Linked DNA regions of Sus scrofa: region 2 is linked to region 1. Evidence: chromatin contacts called from public Hi-C data. All regions are on one chromosome and are shown on one strand. Each heading gives the region's core, a stretch centred on a gene start, on an enhancer-like site or on the middle of the called end of the contact. The rest is flanking DNA. Distances are from core to core; before and after follow the strand shown. Region 1 overlaps HIP1 (huntingtin-interacting protein 1). Region 2 holds the start of NSUN5 (probable 28S rRNA (cytosine-C(5))-methyltransferase).

Region 1 (3,634 bases), core at 916-3,415:
GTGACTCCTGCTGGTTCCCCTGGCCCTGCTCTCCCTTGGGTGTCTATGTTGGAGGATAAGGAAGAGATGGCATGCTTCCCTCCTGCCTGGCACCTCGTTCGGGTTCACTCCTGTGGACATGGGTCAGTAGAAAGGTCTATGGGAGCCCAGAAGGCTGGAACCAACCAGGGCAGCCCTCCTGACTTTCCTGGCTGGAGCATGGCTGGGCGGGAAAGTCAGTGTGCAGGTCTGCAGTCCAGACAGAGAGACCTGGGCCTACAGAGTCTTTTCCTGCAGCTGAGGAATCCCAGCTGGAGCTGGGAAATAAGAGTAACCACCACGACAAAAGCCCCTGACCCTCCTGTACTTACTTCTGCTTTTGCATCTTATTTCTGTCATCTCTTCAATCACGGTGCTCTCACATCCCTCTAGAAGGCAGGCAGAGAAACAACCCCTATGTCATAGACCGAGCACTCAGATTTGACGGGGAGAGGGCTCTCCTAGTCAGCCCAACAGTGGACAGGGACTTACCAGTGTGGCTTCCTCAGCCACTTGGTGTGGGGCAGAGGGTCAGGGCTGTGGATGGGTCCTGTCACCTGTTCATTAGAAAGGATTTTATGCTGGAGAGAGTGTGGAGTGGGTGGGAACCCTCCTCCAGTGTTGGTGGGAATGTAAATTGGTGCAGCCACTATGGAAAACAGTATGGAGATTCCTCAGAAAACTAAAAATAGAGTTACTATAGGATCCAGCAGTTCCACTCCTGGGCATATATCCAGACAAAACTATAATTCAAAAAGATACATGTTCATAGAAGCACTATTTACAGTAGCCAAGACATGGAAATAACCTGTCTGTCCATCGACAGATGAGTAGATAAAGATGTGGTACATATATACAATAGAATACTACTCAGCCATGAAAAAAGAATGAAATAATGTCATTTGCAGCAACATGGATGCAACTATAGATTACCATACTAAGTAAGTCAGAAAGATAGACAAATATGATATATATGGAATCTAAAATATGACACAAATGAACTTATCTACAAAACAGAAACAGACTCACAGACACGCAGAAGAGATTCTGGTTGCCAAGGGGGGCAGGGGGGTGGAGGAGGGAAGGGTTGGGAATTTGGGATGAACAGATGCAAACTAGCATACACGGAAGGCATAAAAACAAGATCATACTGTAGCACAGGGAACTCTACTCAGTATCGTGTGATAAACCATAATGGAAAAGAGTAATGTATAACAGTCGCTTTGCTGTGCAGGAGAAATTAACACAACATTGTAAATCAACTATAATAAAATTTTAAAAAATAATTTTTAAAAAAAGTATTGTAGAAGCTGGACGCCCAGGGGCAGCATGGGAAGCTCTTTGGGACTTGGGCTGCACTGTCCTTGGCGAGGTTTCTACTATGCCGGTTCCCTGCCAGGTGTGTGACCTGGGGCAGATCACTCCCCTTCTCTGGGCCTCAGTTTCCTTACTCTCTAAAGCAGGGTTGGTGTAAGTGGACTTAGGTTCGTGCTGACCTGTCTATGCGGAAAACCTTCGTGCTCACGGAAGATGTGAGGCAGCCTGTGTTGAAACCTCCAGCCTTTTACTGGAGGCTCTGCCCCAAAAGAGCATTTGCCAGGAGCCCTTTTCTGCCCCCAGCCGCATCCCCTTGCAGAGAGGAGTTTCCCGTTTCTATTGGGCAGACTAGGCATTGAGTCAGGGATTCTGGCTTGAGAGAAAGGAGCTTTATCCAGCTCAGAGCAGACATCATCTAGAAGCCAGTTTCTCGCATTGTAGGCAGGGCTGGCACTGGCTCACTTGCGGGGGGCCTCGGGGCCTTCTGGAGTTACCTGTACCACTTCCTTCTATTCCATTTGTTGGCAGACCCCAGACTCATCTGGGCGTCCCCTCCGGATTAGCCGCAGGAGGCTAACCGCTGGCTCTGAATTCCGCCTTTGTCCAGGGCAGCCAAGTGGGGAGGGGCCGCGCGGACCCCCTGCCCCCACTGGAATGTCGGCTCGCTGCGCCCCCAGCCCTCCCCCCTTTTCAGCCGCCTCCCCCGCTCACTTCCTGAGTCCCACCGATCCCACCACCAAAACGCACGCACACGCGCGCACACACACTCACACTGACACTTCCTGGCGGCCGGCGGCCTCGCTGCGGGCTCAGCGATCCCGGCCGCCGGGCCTCGGGGAGAAGCGACCTTTTGTTATTCAAATCACACCCTCGCCGCGCGCTCGGGCCGCGGGCTCTGGCCCCGGGAATCCGTCCATTGATCCCACCCCGCCCGGCGCCCCCGCATCGCCGCCACCGCCACCGCCACCACCGCCGCGGCGGCCCCGGCGCCTCCAGCTGCCTTCGGGATTCCCCGGCCCCCGGGGGCTCCGCAGCGCGGGGCCGCGCCTCCCCCGCCCCCGGTGCGCGCTGCGGCTCGGCGCTCGGCCCCCTCCCCCTCCCCGCCTCCCCTCCCCCTCCCCTTCCTTTCTCCGGACCAGCCTCGGTCCTGCCGCCGCCGCCGCCGCCTTCCCCGGTCCGCGGGGGCCCTGCTGGCCGCCCTCCCCGCAGCATGGCACCATCCGGGCTCAATTAGCCGGGAGCAGCGTTGGGGGCACGCGGGATCTCCAGGGGTGGGGGGTGCCCTGCAGCCTCGGTCATGGATGTGAGCAAGATGGTAAGTGAAGAGCAGGAGCTCAGCTCTGGAGCCTCCTGGGTCTGCGTCCCCGTCCCTTGCCCCCCTTCCCTCTCTCCCTCCCAGTCGGCCTGATCCATTGAAAGTTTCTGGACTGTTGATCTTGCCTGTTGGCCCCAACTCCAGGCGTGCTGGAAGAGGGAGCGGGGCCAGGATTCTGGAGGCGGCTGGCGGACACGGATGCGGCTCCGGGTTTCCCGCCGCGCTGCCGCCAGGGCTGCCCCGGAGAGCTCGCTAGACTCCAGGGAGAGAGGGCTGTTGCGCTCGCCTCCCACACTGGGAAACCAGCCGGGGGCGGGGGGGTGCTGCGGGACGGGGGCTCCTACTGTCTCCTCCAGAGCCCCTACTCACACACATATTTGAGATTTATGGGGAGATTTTTGGACAGAGCCAGTGGGGAGGGGGCACAGGTGGGTGGCCTGGGAGGGCAGTGAGAAGCCAGGGCTTTACCCATCCTAGAGAGTGAGGGGGCAGGGACGGAATCCTTGGCAAGGAATCCTTGGAGAGGTATTCTAGATTTACCCCTTGTAGACCCCAGCTGTCTTGGCCTGGGGAGCAGCGGACACCAGTGCCTATTAAGCCTCTGATTCCCTGGAATCTGATTCTCTGGAATCATCCGATTCCTCCCCAGGGCAGTCCTCCCTCCACTCCCCCGGGGGCACAGTAGGAGCTGAATACATTGTTGTCTTTGATTGATGGAGGAGCAGCTCCAGGGGGTGGGGGTGGAAGATTGCAGAATGTGATTTGGGGGCCTCTGAAGGGAGCGTTCTCTGGGAGCATTTGGAGACCTGGGGCAGGTTTGCTGAGGGGTCCCGATTGGCCCCCACTCTGAATGAAGATTTAAGGGTGTCCTTGAAATCGCTACCACCCTGACCCTGGCTTTAGAACCACATCTCAGCCTTATAAACTTTGAGGGCCACTGTGTCAAGCTGGAGAGGTACCCTGGGGTGGCCTGTACTTCATGGG
Region 2 (3,419 bases), core at 895-3,394, 160 kb after region 1:
TAGCCTGGGAACTTCCATACGCCTTGGGTGTGGCCCCTAAAAAGCTAAAATAATAATGGCAATAATTTAAAACAAGAGGTACCAAATTCAAAGGAAAGATGAATTCAGATGAATGCTGTGATGGGGTGTCTATGAAGCAGTGATGTTAACCTGAAAGTAGGCATATATGAGAATGTCTAGACTGGGAGATGGAGTCATCAGGTGAGAGGTAGGAGTCAGAACTCAAGAAGAAACCGAGGGATACATTTAGAAGAATGCGAAATGAGGCTCCCAGGAGAATCACTGTTTAAGGGATGGAGGAGGACAGGCCTTGAAAGGTGATGGAGAAACTGCTGGAAAAGTAAGAAGAAAACCTGAGTGCAGCCACAACCACCTTGACTCTCTCCCCGCCAATCCCCATTTCCCAGGCACCTCCCTGGATGAAGGCAGCCAAGCAGGTTCTAAACTCACCTGGAAGCCTGGCCCTGGTAAGAGAAACCTTGTCTCTTGAAATAATCAACTACATCCTCAGAGCGGGTCTTCAGAGTGTTCACCCGCACAAATCGAGGCACCTGGGAGGCTAGGAAGCAATCGGCAATGAGCAGGCGGGAACGCGGCCCTCGCCGGTGAGGGCCTGATGGCTATCCCCCAGCCCCACAACTCCTTTCAGCTCACCTGGGTCAGACTTGGATCCCACCTCCAACAGGTCCTCGTTCCGGCTCACACCTCGACGAACCTTGAGCCGGGCCAACTCAGCCTTCAGCCTTGCCTGGTGCCGGTCCAGCAGGGGCTTCCATCGGCCCCCATGCCCTTTAAAGCCTCTTCCAAGTAACAGTTCGTACACTAGCACCTGGGGGTGAGGAAAGGAAGAGGTAAAACTTTGAGCGTGAATACCCTGGAACATCAAAATATGCTGGAACTGGATACGGCTAACCACCTGTCAAGGCAGTAACAGGTGCTGTGGAGAGGATGCCTGATAGACACCAGTAAGTCATGTCCGTATCATGGAGAAACTTGATTCTCAGGAAGAGAACCTCGCCTTGTTGTGAGAGGCACTGAAGAAACTTTGATGGAGGCTTTGAGATTATACGAATAGTGATTTGCAGAAAAAAGCTGGAGGAGATAGGATCAAAAGTCACTTAGAAACTTATTACAAACTTCCTGCTTAAGTGCCCCCAAAATAGTGGCTGAAAAAAAGAGATCTAAGGAAAAAAACATTGTAGAGTGACGTTTGACTTCATTACAGATTTATTCACAGGTATGATTTGGAGACCTCCGTGTACTGTAGACAGAAATACCCAATACAGAGAGTTCTTTGGGGATTTAGGAGTTAGGATTCGCAGCTGTGACCCTGCAGCCCAGGTTCAATCTCTGGTCTGGGGGTTCGGGGCGGGCGGAGACACTAACAGGTAAAAGATATCTTCCTCAAGATCACACAAGAAATAATGGCAGATACATGATTTCAACCTGGTACTTTGCTTCCCAGTCCTGAACCCTTTCCCCACGGCTTCTCTCCTCAGCAGGAGAGCTCTGCATCCCAACCCTCCTCCCTTGTCAACAGCATCGTGCACCCAAAGACAACAACCCCTGCCATCACTACTTTGCATCTGTACTTTGCATCTCCGTTCTTAATCTTTCACACAAGGCTCCAAGTTAAGTCTGTTCGCCTCACTTCAATTCATAACCCGGCGAGGGGCTGTGCCTCCTCTTTTCAGAGGAGAGACTTGCTAGAGTCACACTGTGGACGGTAGCCGAGCTAGGACCGGGTTAGGAGGGGCTCGCCCCGCCCGCCCCACCCCGCCATCACCTTGGCCAGGTGCGGCCGCAGCTTCTTCTCTGCGCGGAGGAGGCCGGCGCTGGCGATCACGGCGTCCAGCACAGCGGAGTAGCGTTGCGTCTCGCACACCAGCGCGTACAGCTGCTTCACATTCTGCGCGCGGCCAAAAGGACCCAGGTGAGGAGGGGGCCGGACCGGACTAGCCCCCCGCAGGGGCTCCCTCCCGGGCCGAAACCTCGAACCCCTCTACCTGGAAGCTGCTGGCGTACACTAGTCCCTTGAGGGAGCCCTGGCGGCTCTCCACGCCCGCCAGCACCGCCGCCGCCGCAGCGTACACAGCCATGCTCCGCGTTGCTGCCTGCGCGCGCCTTTACGGCTCTGTCGTGAAGCGCACCGCCCCGCCCGGCCGCACTTCCGGGGTCAAAGGGCACGGGCTTCCGGACCCGGATTCCCAGTGCCGATTTAAGTGTTCCCGAGGCTTGTACGGGTTCAAGCTCCTTCCCGGCGGAGACGGCCGACCTTAGGAGTCCGGTTCACCACGTCTTCATAGCTCTTCGCTTTTTTCTTTCAATCTTTGCCGATCTCATAGGCAAGAGATTCTGTTGTTTTAATTTCTGTGATTGAAGTTGAATATTTTCATGTTATTGGTTGTATTTCTTCTGTTATGGCATGTAAATGCCTTATTCACTCGTCTTTGGTCTTTCTCTTCGTGCCTTTTATGTATTAACAATATAAATTTCTTTTTTTTTGTGGTGCCTATAGCATGTGATAGTTCCTGGGCCAGGGATGGAACCCCCCACCACAGCTGTAACCAGAACCACAGCAGACAACAAGGATCCTTAACCTGCTGAGCCAGGAGGCAACTCCAGCAATATCTGTACTTCTTATCTTAGGTTTTGACGTTTTTCCAGTTTATCGTTGCTTTTTATTGTGGTTTATATTTGTTTGGGACAACATGGTGTTCAAATTGTTTAAATCTTTGCCTTTATGTAAAGGTCTGGCCTTTACTGTCAGACTTGAAAACCACTTCACATGTATACAATAGAGAAATCATTTATGGCTTCATCATTTCAGACTTAAATCCATTTAGAATTGGGTTTGGCACATGATGTGAGAAGGGCTCTCACTCTGTTTCCAAAAGGCTAGCCTTTCATGAATTCCTTGTGACAATTCATCTATAGGCCCATTTCCCCAGGCTGACACCCCCACCCCCAGAGGACAGGGACTGGGTACTATATGGGTCCTTAGCGCCCATGTAGTTACTGATACATAATGGGTTAATTGGGGAAAAGAAAAGCAAAAGAAATAAAAGAAAAGCCTTGTATATGTGTATCTCAAGCATTCAAGCAGGCAGGCCTCTGTGAACTAGAATATTCCAGCCTGTATATTCTCTGTATACTAATAACGTATAAGCAAGCGTTTTGCAGGAAGCTTGATTCTAGTCTACATTGAAATCACTTGAGTCACTTAAAGGTTTAACCCATTCCTGTGGCTCTAGGTTGGTTCATAAGTGACCTTCTAGTGGAACTCTCCTCCTTTCTCCCATCAAATCATCTATTTTTTTTTTTCCTTTTCTTTTCTTGTTTTAGGGCCACACTCACGGCATATGGAGGTTCCCAGGCTAGGGGTCAAATTGGAGCTACAGCTCCCAGCCTACACCACA

Evidence for each region. Hi-C and Micro-C count contacts between places; a contact is called where the count stands out from the background.
Region 2: a Hi-C map of retroperitoneal adipose tissue shows a contact between it and region 1, with 1.8 times the contacts expected there. The contact joins the promoter of NSUN5 here to the enhancer-like site in region 1. A contact is called at or near these places in 1 of 5 promoter capture datasets (liver), 20 of 47 Hi-C or Micro-C datasets (alveolar macrophages, blood, embryonic fibroblasts and 13 more) and 2 of 2 datasets of contacts at active chromatin or transcription factors (alveolar macrophages and skeletal muscle).

What each region holds. Positions count from the first base shown.
Region 1 is chr3:10,484,321-10,487,954 of Sscrofa11.1, forward strand. All of the region lies in intron 1 of HIP1 (huntingtin-interacting protein 1), which reads left to right. Among named protein-coding and RNA genes, the nearest start is that of HIP1, 70 kb to the left of the region's middle. Within about 2 kb of position 2,166, at least 31 of the 83 cell types and tissues checked have an H3K27ac peak or open chromatin away from gene starts, as enhancers often do. A contact at or near this core is called in alveolar macrophages, epiblast stem cells, fetal liver and 5 more, where this site is marked.
Region 2 is chr3:10,639,919-10,643,337 of Sscrofa11.1, forward strand. NSUN5 (probable 28S rRNA (cytosine-C(5))-methyltransferase) reads right to left here and starts at 2,145. Exons shown (of 10, transcript XM_005661971.3): 1 at 2,007-2,145; 2 at 1,787-1,909; 3 at 655-829; 4 at 451-559. The coding sequence starts at 2,099.